Regions from separate parts of the Mus musculus genome. Here regions 1 and 2 are each linked to region 3. Evidence: chromatin contacts called from public Hi-C and HiChIP or PLAC-seq data. All regions are on one chromosome and are shown on one strand. The core of a region is the stretch at or near the end of the contact, and the rest is flanking DNA. Distances in the headings are between cores, read along the strand shown. Region 1 holds the start of Vps33a (VPS33A CORVET/HOPS core subunit). Region 2 holds the start of Kntc1 (kinetochore associated 1). Region 3 holds the start of Ppp1cc (protein phosphatase 1 catalytic subunit gamma).

Evidence for each region. Hi-C and Micro-C count contacts between places; a contact is called where the count stands out from the background. HiChIP or PLAC-seq counts read pairs in DNA pulled down with a chosen protein or histone mark.
Region 1: an HNF4G HiChIP or PLAC-seq map of pancreatic cancer cells shows a contact between it and region 3. The contact joins the promoter of Vps33a here to the promoter of Ppp1cc in region 3. A contact is called at or near these places in 2 of 39 promoter capture datasets (erythroid cells and pre-B cells) and 1 of 115 datasets of contacts at active chromatin or transcription factors (pancreatic cancer cells).
Region 2: a Hi-C map of myocytes shows a contact between it and region 3, with 5 times the contacts expected there. The contact joins the promoter of Kntc1 here to the promoter of Ppp1cc in region 3. A contact is called at or near these places in 1 of 39 promoter capture datasets (pre-B cells), 1 of 484 Hi-C or Micro-C datasets (myocytes) and 1 of 9 other capture datasets (adipose tissue).

Annotation. Positions count from the first base shown.
Region 1 is chr5:123,571,632-123,574,331 of GRCm38.p6, reverse strand. It overlaps Vps33a (VPS33A CORVET/HOPS core subunit), which reads left to right and starts at 1,317. Exons shown (of 13, transcript NM_029929.3): 1 at 1,317-1,452. The coding sequence starts at 1,351.
Region 2 is chr5:123,748,285-123,750,984 of GRCm38.p6, reverse strand. It overlaps Kntc1 (kinetochore associated 1), which reads right to left and starts at 1,259. Exons shown (of 64, transcript NM_001042421.1): 1 at 1,161-1,259. Rsrc2 (arginine/serine-rich coiled-coil 2) reads left to right here and starts at 1,571. Exons shown (of 10, transcript NM_001005525.2): 1 at 1,571-1,696. The coding sequence starts at 1,691.
Region 3 is chr5:122,156,850-122,159,549 of GRCm38.p6, reverse strand. Ppp1cc (protein phosphatase 1 catalytic subunit gamma) reads right to left here and starts at 1,275. Exons shown (of 7, transcript NM_013636.4): 1 at 935-1,275. The coding sequence starts at 989.

The DNA of each region.
Region 1 (2,700 bases), core at 68-2,567, 1.4 Mb before region 3:
CTGGAGTTACAGGCAGTTTTGAGCTGGAACCCCAACTCTGGTTCTCTGGAAGAACAGCGTGTTCCCACTAAGCCATCTCTCTCTCTTATTTTTTAAACTGTGTTTGCCTGAAAGTATCTATCAGTGCTGTGTGCCTTGCTCTCCTAGGTGAGAAAGGGGCACTAGATCCCGTGTTAGCATTTCTTCCAGGCTCTGCTGCGCAGTTACCTGGCAACAGCCATGTGTGCCTGACTCAATATAAAAGAGGCTGCTTGCGGCCCCCCCCCCCCCACTCTCTTACCTTCTCTCTTCCCTCTCCCTTCTCTCTCCTTTCCCCTTTCCTGTCTGTCTCCACGTGTTCCTGGCCGGCCTCTACGCCTCTATTTTCTCCCTCTCCCCCTCTCTCTTTCCCTTCCCCTTTCCCTCCTCTCCCCTCCCCACCTCCTTCCTCAACTCCCCTCCCCATCTCCCCATGCCCTAAATAAACTCTATTCCATACTATATCCGTCATATGGCTGTTACCTCATGGGGAAGGGATGTCTCAGCATAAGCTCGCAGAGGCACCACCTTCCACCTCACCATACCTCACTCTATCAAGCATATCCCTGGCTTCCTTTTCTTGTTTTATAAAACACAACACCCTGGAACCGGAGTTACAGATGGTCACGAGCTATACTGTGGATCCTGGGAACCTGGTCTATGGGAGAGCAGCAGGTGCTCTTAACTGGTGAACCATCTCTCCAGTCCATTTATTGTTTGTTTATGTGGAGACAGGTCTCACTGTGTAGCCCTGGTTGTCCTGGAGCTCGCTATGTTTACCAGGCTGGCCTTGAACTTGGAGAGATAAGCTTGCTCTGCGATTGAACCACTTACTGGGTGTAGTAAGGTGCATTTTGTAGTTTGGCCTCGATCGCCATTTTACACCAGTATTCTAGCTGTGAAGACACAAGGATGGTGCTTTTAAACGCGACAAATAACATCTAAATTCCATCCTTAAGACCTGGGGATGGTGGCTCACGTCTTTAATCCCAGCACTTAGGAGGCAGAGGCAGGCGGATTTCTGAGTTCGAGGCCAGCCTGTTCTACAGAGTGAGTTCCAGGACAGCCAGGGCTACACAGAGAAACCCTGTCTCGAAAACAAACAAACAAAGTCAATTTTCACTGCTCACCATTCTTAGGCATGGTAGGGAAATACTTTAGAAAGGGGCGGGGAGGGGACTCCTCCTCGCATGCGCACTAGGACCTTGAAGGAGCATCACTGTCAGCAGGACTCCGCCTTTCGCGTTCAATGTGCCTCAGCGACTCGGATCACGTGAACGTCCCGTCACGTGACGCAGGCGGCGTCTGGGGAAATGCGGGTGCCCGGGCAAGATGGCGGCGCACCTGTCGTACGGGCGAGTGAACCTGAACGTGCTGCGCGAGGCGGTGCGTCGGGAGCTGCGCGAGTTCCTGGACAAGTGCGCTGGGAGCAAGGTGAGGGACAGGGCCCCGGCGCCACCAAGCTTGGCCGGGCGGGACTGTGCGAGGCCGTGGGGGCGATCAGGTCGCCCGCTCAGTGACAGCCCCTGGCCGGGAGCTCCCCGACCTGCGAGACAGTTGTCCTTTCCAGCCTGGAAGCACGCACGCCCACAGCCCTCGGCACACAGCTTGTGAAAGACAAGCTGTCACTTCGTAACTTCAACATGGATCGTTTTTTGTCTAGATCGGGGACTTCATAGAATTTCCTTTCTTCCTGTTTTCCTCTCAGTGTTTGAGACAGGGTAACGCTGTGTAGCCCTCGAACTCACTGAGATCCACCTGTCACTGCCTCTGAGTGCTGGGATCGGCTCTCCATTTTATTTTTGAGCCTATTCCTGGCTATATAGACTGTTCCTGCCGGCACTCCTCCTTTCTCTCGCCTCTGGCACTACAGGCATGAGCCATGCTGTGAGGTTTTCTTTTAAGCATTTTTTCCCTCTATTCTGAGATTTATTAATCATACCCCATCCCTCTACAGGGAATGGGAAGTTCTAATCTGAAGAAAAAAACAAAACAGATGCTCAAAGAATCAGTTTTGGGCCCGGCAGTGGTGGCGCACGCCTTTAGCCCCAGCACTTGGGAAGCAGAGGCAGACGGATCTCTGAGTTCGAGGCCAGCCTGGTCTACAGAGTGAGTTCCAGGACAGCCAGGGCTACACAGAGAAACCCTGTCTTGAAAAAACCAAGAACACTCCCTACCCCCACCCACCCAAAAAGAATCAGTTTTGTAAACATAGCTCCAACTAAGTCATTGAGTCAAAAAGGCAGATTATTAAATCACAGGGGGCAGTATTAAACTGAAAATGATGTCGAAATCAGATATAATAGATTGTGTGGACCAGGTTTACAAAGTGTTTCTCCTGGAGGAAGCAGGGATCTTTGATGCCAGTATCATGAAATTTCCCCCTTTGTGGAAGGTTCTTTTCGACCCTTAGGCTATAATGTGACCAGAGCCTTTAAAAATCCTAACTCTAACTTTTAGAAGAATATTCTGGAAAGGTGGCTTAGAGGTGAAGAGGGAGTGTAGCTCTTCCAGAGGAGCCCAGATCAGTTGCTGGCACCTACAGACAACCACTTGTAACCCCAGATCCTTGGAAATTTGATGGATCTGGCCTCTGAGGGGAACCGCACCCACCTGCACATACCCAGGCACAGACACATACAACTAGACATAATTAAAGTGGGGGTGGGGCAGGGAAAATAT
Region 2 (2,700 bases), core at 10-2,509, 1.6 Mb before region 3:
AAACTAAGGCTGTTTTGAAGGAGTTTTGTGTGTGTGTGTGTAGCCTAGAACTCACTGTATGGACCAGGCTGACCACAAACTCAGATATCCTTTTGCCTCTGCCACCTGAGTGCTGGGATTAAAGGTATGCGACATCTCTGCCTGGCTTGAAGGGTTGTTTGTTTGTTTGTTTTGTTTTGAATAACTTTTTCTTTTGAGTCAGCCTCTCACTGTGTAACTAAAGGTCTTGATCCTAACTTGAACTCAGGATCGTCCTACCTCAGCTCTAGACTCCTGGGATTTCAGTCAAGAGCTATCACGTCCTGCTTGTTCTGGGTTTTGATGGTTCCTGGGACTCTATTTGAATTGTCTGATAATATGCTATCTGGAAGCAGATAACATTTGGGCTAGGAATGTAATGAATAAAGGAAAAGAGCTCCTGCTAAGAACATAACACGACTTTAAATCCCAGCACTCAGGAGGCAGAGGCAGGTGGATCTCTGAGTTCTGAGCCAGACTGGCCTTTAACCTAGTACTTGGGAGGCAAAGACAGGACAAAGCTCTGTGAGTCTGGACTCAGACCACAGGCTAGACCAGTTATTCAGCACTCTACCAACTGACTTAACATTCCCAACCCTGAGGTTTATAGTCTTGAGGGAACAACAACGACAAAATGGTTGAACACTGTGTCAAGTATTTGGGTTTTTTTGGTTTTGGTTTTTTTTTTTTTTTTTTTTTTTTCCTTCGAGACAGGGTTTCTCTATGTAGCCCTGGCTGTCCTGGAACTCACTCTGTAGACCAGGCTGGCCTCGAACTCAGAAATCCGCCTGCCTCTGCCTCCGGAATGCTGGGCTGGGATTAAAGGCGTGCGCCACCACTGCCCCGTTTAAGACTACACTTTCTTCTGGTGAAAGAGAGCAAACAGGTGATAAACAGATTTTGACATCACCGAGTGCGGAAAAAAAACAGACGAGCCAATACAAGGTCATGAATCAGATGAAACACTATCGATGAAGCTATATCCACGAAAACTCAGACGGCCTGCCATCTAGAATCCTCTCTAATTTTTTTCTCCCGCCATCATCTAGAGATCGATAAAACCCAGAGACGGACTGAAGCCCCCTGCTGGTTCCACCTAACACTCCTCCCGCTCCCATCGAGCCGCAAGGCTGACGTCTCACCTGCAGCAGCTGACGAAATTAAAAAGAGAATTCTCAAGTGTCTCACACTTCTTCCCGACGGACACAACCGCCCCTACTCATTTTACCTTCCCTGCCACTGATTTGAATTGGCGGGAGAATACCGTGCTCAACCCCTTTTACGGAGGCCGGAGCAGGCCAAACTTGGCTCAAAATTGAGCGCGGAAACCGCCCCGCCCTAAACTAAATTGAATTCCCGATACCGAGCATCCATTCTGGGAGGTATCCTTGGCCCCACCCACTTCGTAGGCTTCACGCCACGCCCTTCGAGAGACTAACCAATCACCGCCTCGAACCGCGTTGTTATAGAAACTCTTATCGCCACCCACTTTTTCTCCCAGCAAGCTGCGCGCCTGGCCCGGCCTCATCCCCTTTTTTTTTTTTTTTTTTTCTTGTGCCATCCGGGTCTCTCGCGCAAGAGATTCAGTCTGTGGCGAAGCTTCGAGGCGGCCAGTACTGTTGAGTGCGGGCAAGCAGAGGCGCCGCCTTAGCGGCCGGGACTCAAAAAAATAATGGCGGTAGGTACTAAGTGGAGCTCGAAGGCCAGGCTGGGTTTTTTGTTTGTTTGTTTCTTTAACACAGAGTGGGCGACCAGCTCATCAGGGCTGTTGTCCGTGCCTGTGTGTGGACAAGATGGCGCCGCGGCCGCTCGCTGCGCTCGCCATCATGGCTTCCTGCTGCAGGGAGGGGGAGGTAAGGCCGTCTGGCTGGGGGTGGGGAGCCGCAGGGAATGGCTTGGTTTTTTCTTTCCCTCTCCAGAACTTTCCTCATCATTTTCCCTGACCCAGTATTTCTCCAGAAGCCCACCGAACTGTGGGGTTTAGCTCTTTGACCCAGACTGGTGTTAGGCTTTGCGTTTCCTAAGGCTTCTGCGTTCATGCTTGGCGCTTTATCGCATTTGACCGGAAAGGAAAAAAAGACCAGAAGTATCCTCTGGGACGCATCGGGTCAAAAGGCAGGCTCCTTAAGGCGCAGTGTAGGAGGACACAGTCTTTTTATTTGTTTGTTTATTTATCTTTGAGCGATCCCTCAGTGATAGGGCTACTTCTAGTTTTGCGAACCTTATTGGTTGAAACTGGGATTCACTTAAAGAGGGGAAAAAAAAGTCTATCTAGTTCCAGTCCCTTATGTTTTAAAGCGATTTATGAGGTTTTTTTTTGGGGGGGGTTGGTTTTTTTTTGTTTTTTGGGGTTTTTATTTTTGAGGCATGGTTTCTCTGTAGCCCTGGCTGTCCTGAAACTCGCTCTGTAGGCCATGCTGCCCCCGAACTCCGAAACCTTTGAGAACCGCAGCATTGTTTAAGACCCCCTTCCTGAACCAAATGGAAGCCGTATCTAAGAGACCTGAACAGGAAGCCTGCCCTGGATATATACTATGCTCATTGCTAATGAATCATATTAGCCTGTGATAATTTGTTTCTGGTTTTCGAAAGAAAATATTCTTGTAAGCATTCTGTATTTCCTTTTACTGACAGGTTTTAACTTCATATTGCAAATAAGGCTTACTTTTCCTGATAGTTGGA
Region 3 (2,700 bases), core at 26-2,525:
CCCCCCGGGGAAATGCCCAGATTTTAAAAAGACACCTTTTCCCTTTTCTGTCAGTGATTTACTTGAAGACATCTACCACCAGAATTGCGCAGCTGTCCACCACTCCAAAAGTATTTTGGGCCAAAGCAAGCTAGTGTCAAGAGCCCAAATCAAGGTTACTGGATCTTCTCCTCTTTAGCTTCAGCGGATGTTGTGGGATCTGTGATTAGCAGGATCCAGACCTATGTCAAATTTGAAATCTCCAAAGTAGGAAACCACACGGCAGAAACCCCCAAGTCGGACAAAAGGAAAGCTGGGTTTTTGTTTTTGAACCTCTCCTCAACCACTGGACATCCTGGGTTCCCACGGGGTGAACAGTTGGAAGGCGGCAGGTTCTCTCTAGGTTCCTAGCTACCCCGGGGTTTGAAACCTGACTTTTAACTGTTAATTCTTGGTCCAGCGAGGTCTTGGGAGTTTCTCTTGCGAAACCCACTTCCAGGATAATAACAACACAGCACCTACCTGGCGGGTGCTCGCTGAACGCGGCAGCGTCCCCCTGTCCTCAGGGACACAACAATCTGATGATCAGAGAGAGCCACACTGTCACCCGGACTGGGTCCGTGTGCGGATGCACGTTCAAGGGGGAAAGAACGCTGGAGGATGGATGGCTTTGAGGGGAGGGTGGAGGGGGTAGGAAAATGCAGGAGACGGACTCTCATCGCACTGGGACGTCGTCCTGCCAAGCCAAGTCCCTCTGATGAGTCCTTGGACTCCAGATGATAAATGTGAAAGCAAGGACAGGGGAGTGATAAAAAATAATGGGGTCCCCAAACCCGGAGGCGCTTGTATGCGCGCCCCAGATCCAAAGCGGCTTCCGAGAAAAGACCGGCCCCTCCACTGGGCCTGATCCCCCACCGGCCGGGCCTGCCCCGCCACCCACCCGCGCGCCGCTCACCTTCCAGCAGCCGTTGGATGATGCTGTCGATGTTGAGTTTGTCGATATCCGCCATCGCCGTCCCGCCGCCGACCCTCCCGCAGCAGCAGCAGCAGCAGCGGCGCCGCCGCCCGCTCGCCCCGGGGTCTCACTCGTCCTCCTTCCTCACGCCACGAGCCCCACGAGCGGTGGTGGCGGCGGCGGCGGTGGCAGCAGCAGCCGCGGCGGGTCCACCCCCCCCAGCCGCCCCGCTCCGCTCCGGGCTTCCTCCTCCTCTCGCCACTGGGAACCACGAGAAGAACAAGATGGCCGCCGACTCCTCAGGCCAGCCTCGGGCGGCGCACGGATGCGCGCGCGGGAGTGCAGCGGCCCGGCCGGGACTTCTTTACGGGCCCATAGAGCGCGCGGGAAGGGGGCGGGGCCGGCGCCGGGAAGGGGCGGGGTTTGAGCGCGTAGGGCGGGGGTGGGGCGGAGCCCGGGCGGAGACGGTTGAGCGCGACTCCGCCACCGCGCGCGGGATCCTTCCGCCAAACGGGCGGGGGAAATAGACCCCCTGTGGCGGGAGAGGGAAGTTGTGAAGTTGGCGCGCGCAAGTTGAAGGTGGACTTTGTCAGTCTGCTGCGCGCTGCGAGGCTCACCAGCTCCTTCCGGCTCTGCTGCTTGGGGACAGAAGTCTGACCGACATGGCGGGGTGGGAGTTCAACACTGAATCACCCCTCGGAGCCAATCTGGGGTGGGGTTGCTTGCCTGTGGAGAATCATAAAGAGGAGGAGGTTGGAACGTTGGGGATTCAAATACTCTGGCACATTGGTGAACAAGAAGAGCTAGATATACGGCTCCGTGGTGAGAATGCTTGTCGAGTATGTGTGAGACCTTGGGTTCAATTCCCAGCACTGGCAAAATTTCATAATACTGCAATAAAGCATCTACGATACAATATTTGGAAAAAAGAAGCCCCCAAGATAAGCCAAAAAAATGTTAATCCACTGTGAGTGGCACATTAAGTAATTTGTGTGAGCTTCTTGTGTGCGCTAATGCTCTTTTACATTTTAGAGAGAGGTTGGGAGAATTCTGTAAGGGTTGCTACTACCTATCTTTTGAATTATCTTTCTTGAACTCAGAAAGTTATATAATAATTTAAGAGATTTCCCCTGTATTTAGCCGGAGCTGGGTTGAATGAGCGTGCCGGAGCAGATAAAATGGGAATTTGCACATTTCCTGGGAGGTTGCTGTGCGTGCGCTCTGGGCCTCAGCGCATTCATCTGCTGCTTGCCTCTAGCTTCCTTGACTCCCCAGGGGCACCCCTTCACCTGAGGGGTCCCCAACTCTGCTGCCTCGCAGGCTAGCTGCCTATGGAAGAAAAATGCACACCCATCTGACCCATTTATCTCTTCCCAGTAGCACGCCAGAAAATTTACAAAATGTTCTCCCCCAGCCCCACCTCCAGTTCATGTTTCTCAAAGCAAGAGGGATGGATCTGAGGATTCCTTTCCATGAATGCCTTGCAAGGTTGTCTCCCCATAGAGAGACTCATTTTCTACAAGCTCTGTCTTCCCGTGGCCCCGCAGCATGGTGTGTGATGCACCCATCTAGATCTGAGCCCTTTTCCTGATGCTAGCCCCCGACAGTGGGGTTTCAGGATTCTCCCCAGCTCTCCTCAGCCCTCTGCTCCACTTTGCCCACTCACCAACTCATTGTCCCAAGCTATGGTTTTGCACACCATTACACAAATGGTCATTCATCACCCCAAGGCAGCTGGTGCACCAGGCTTCTTGACATCCTGGGGT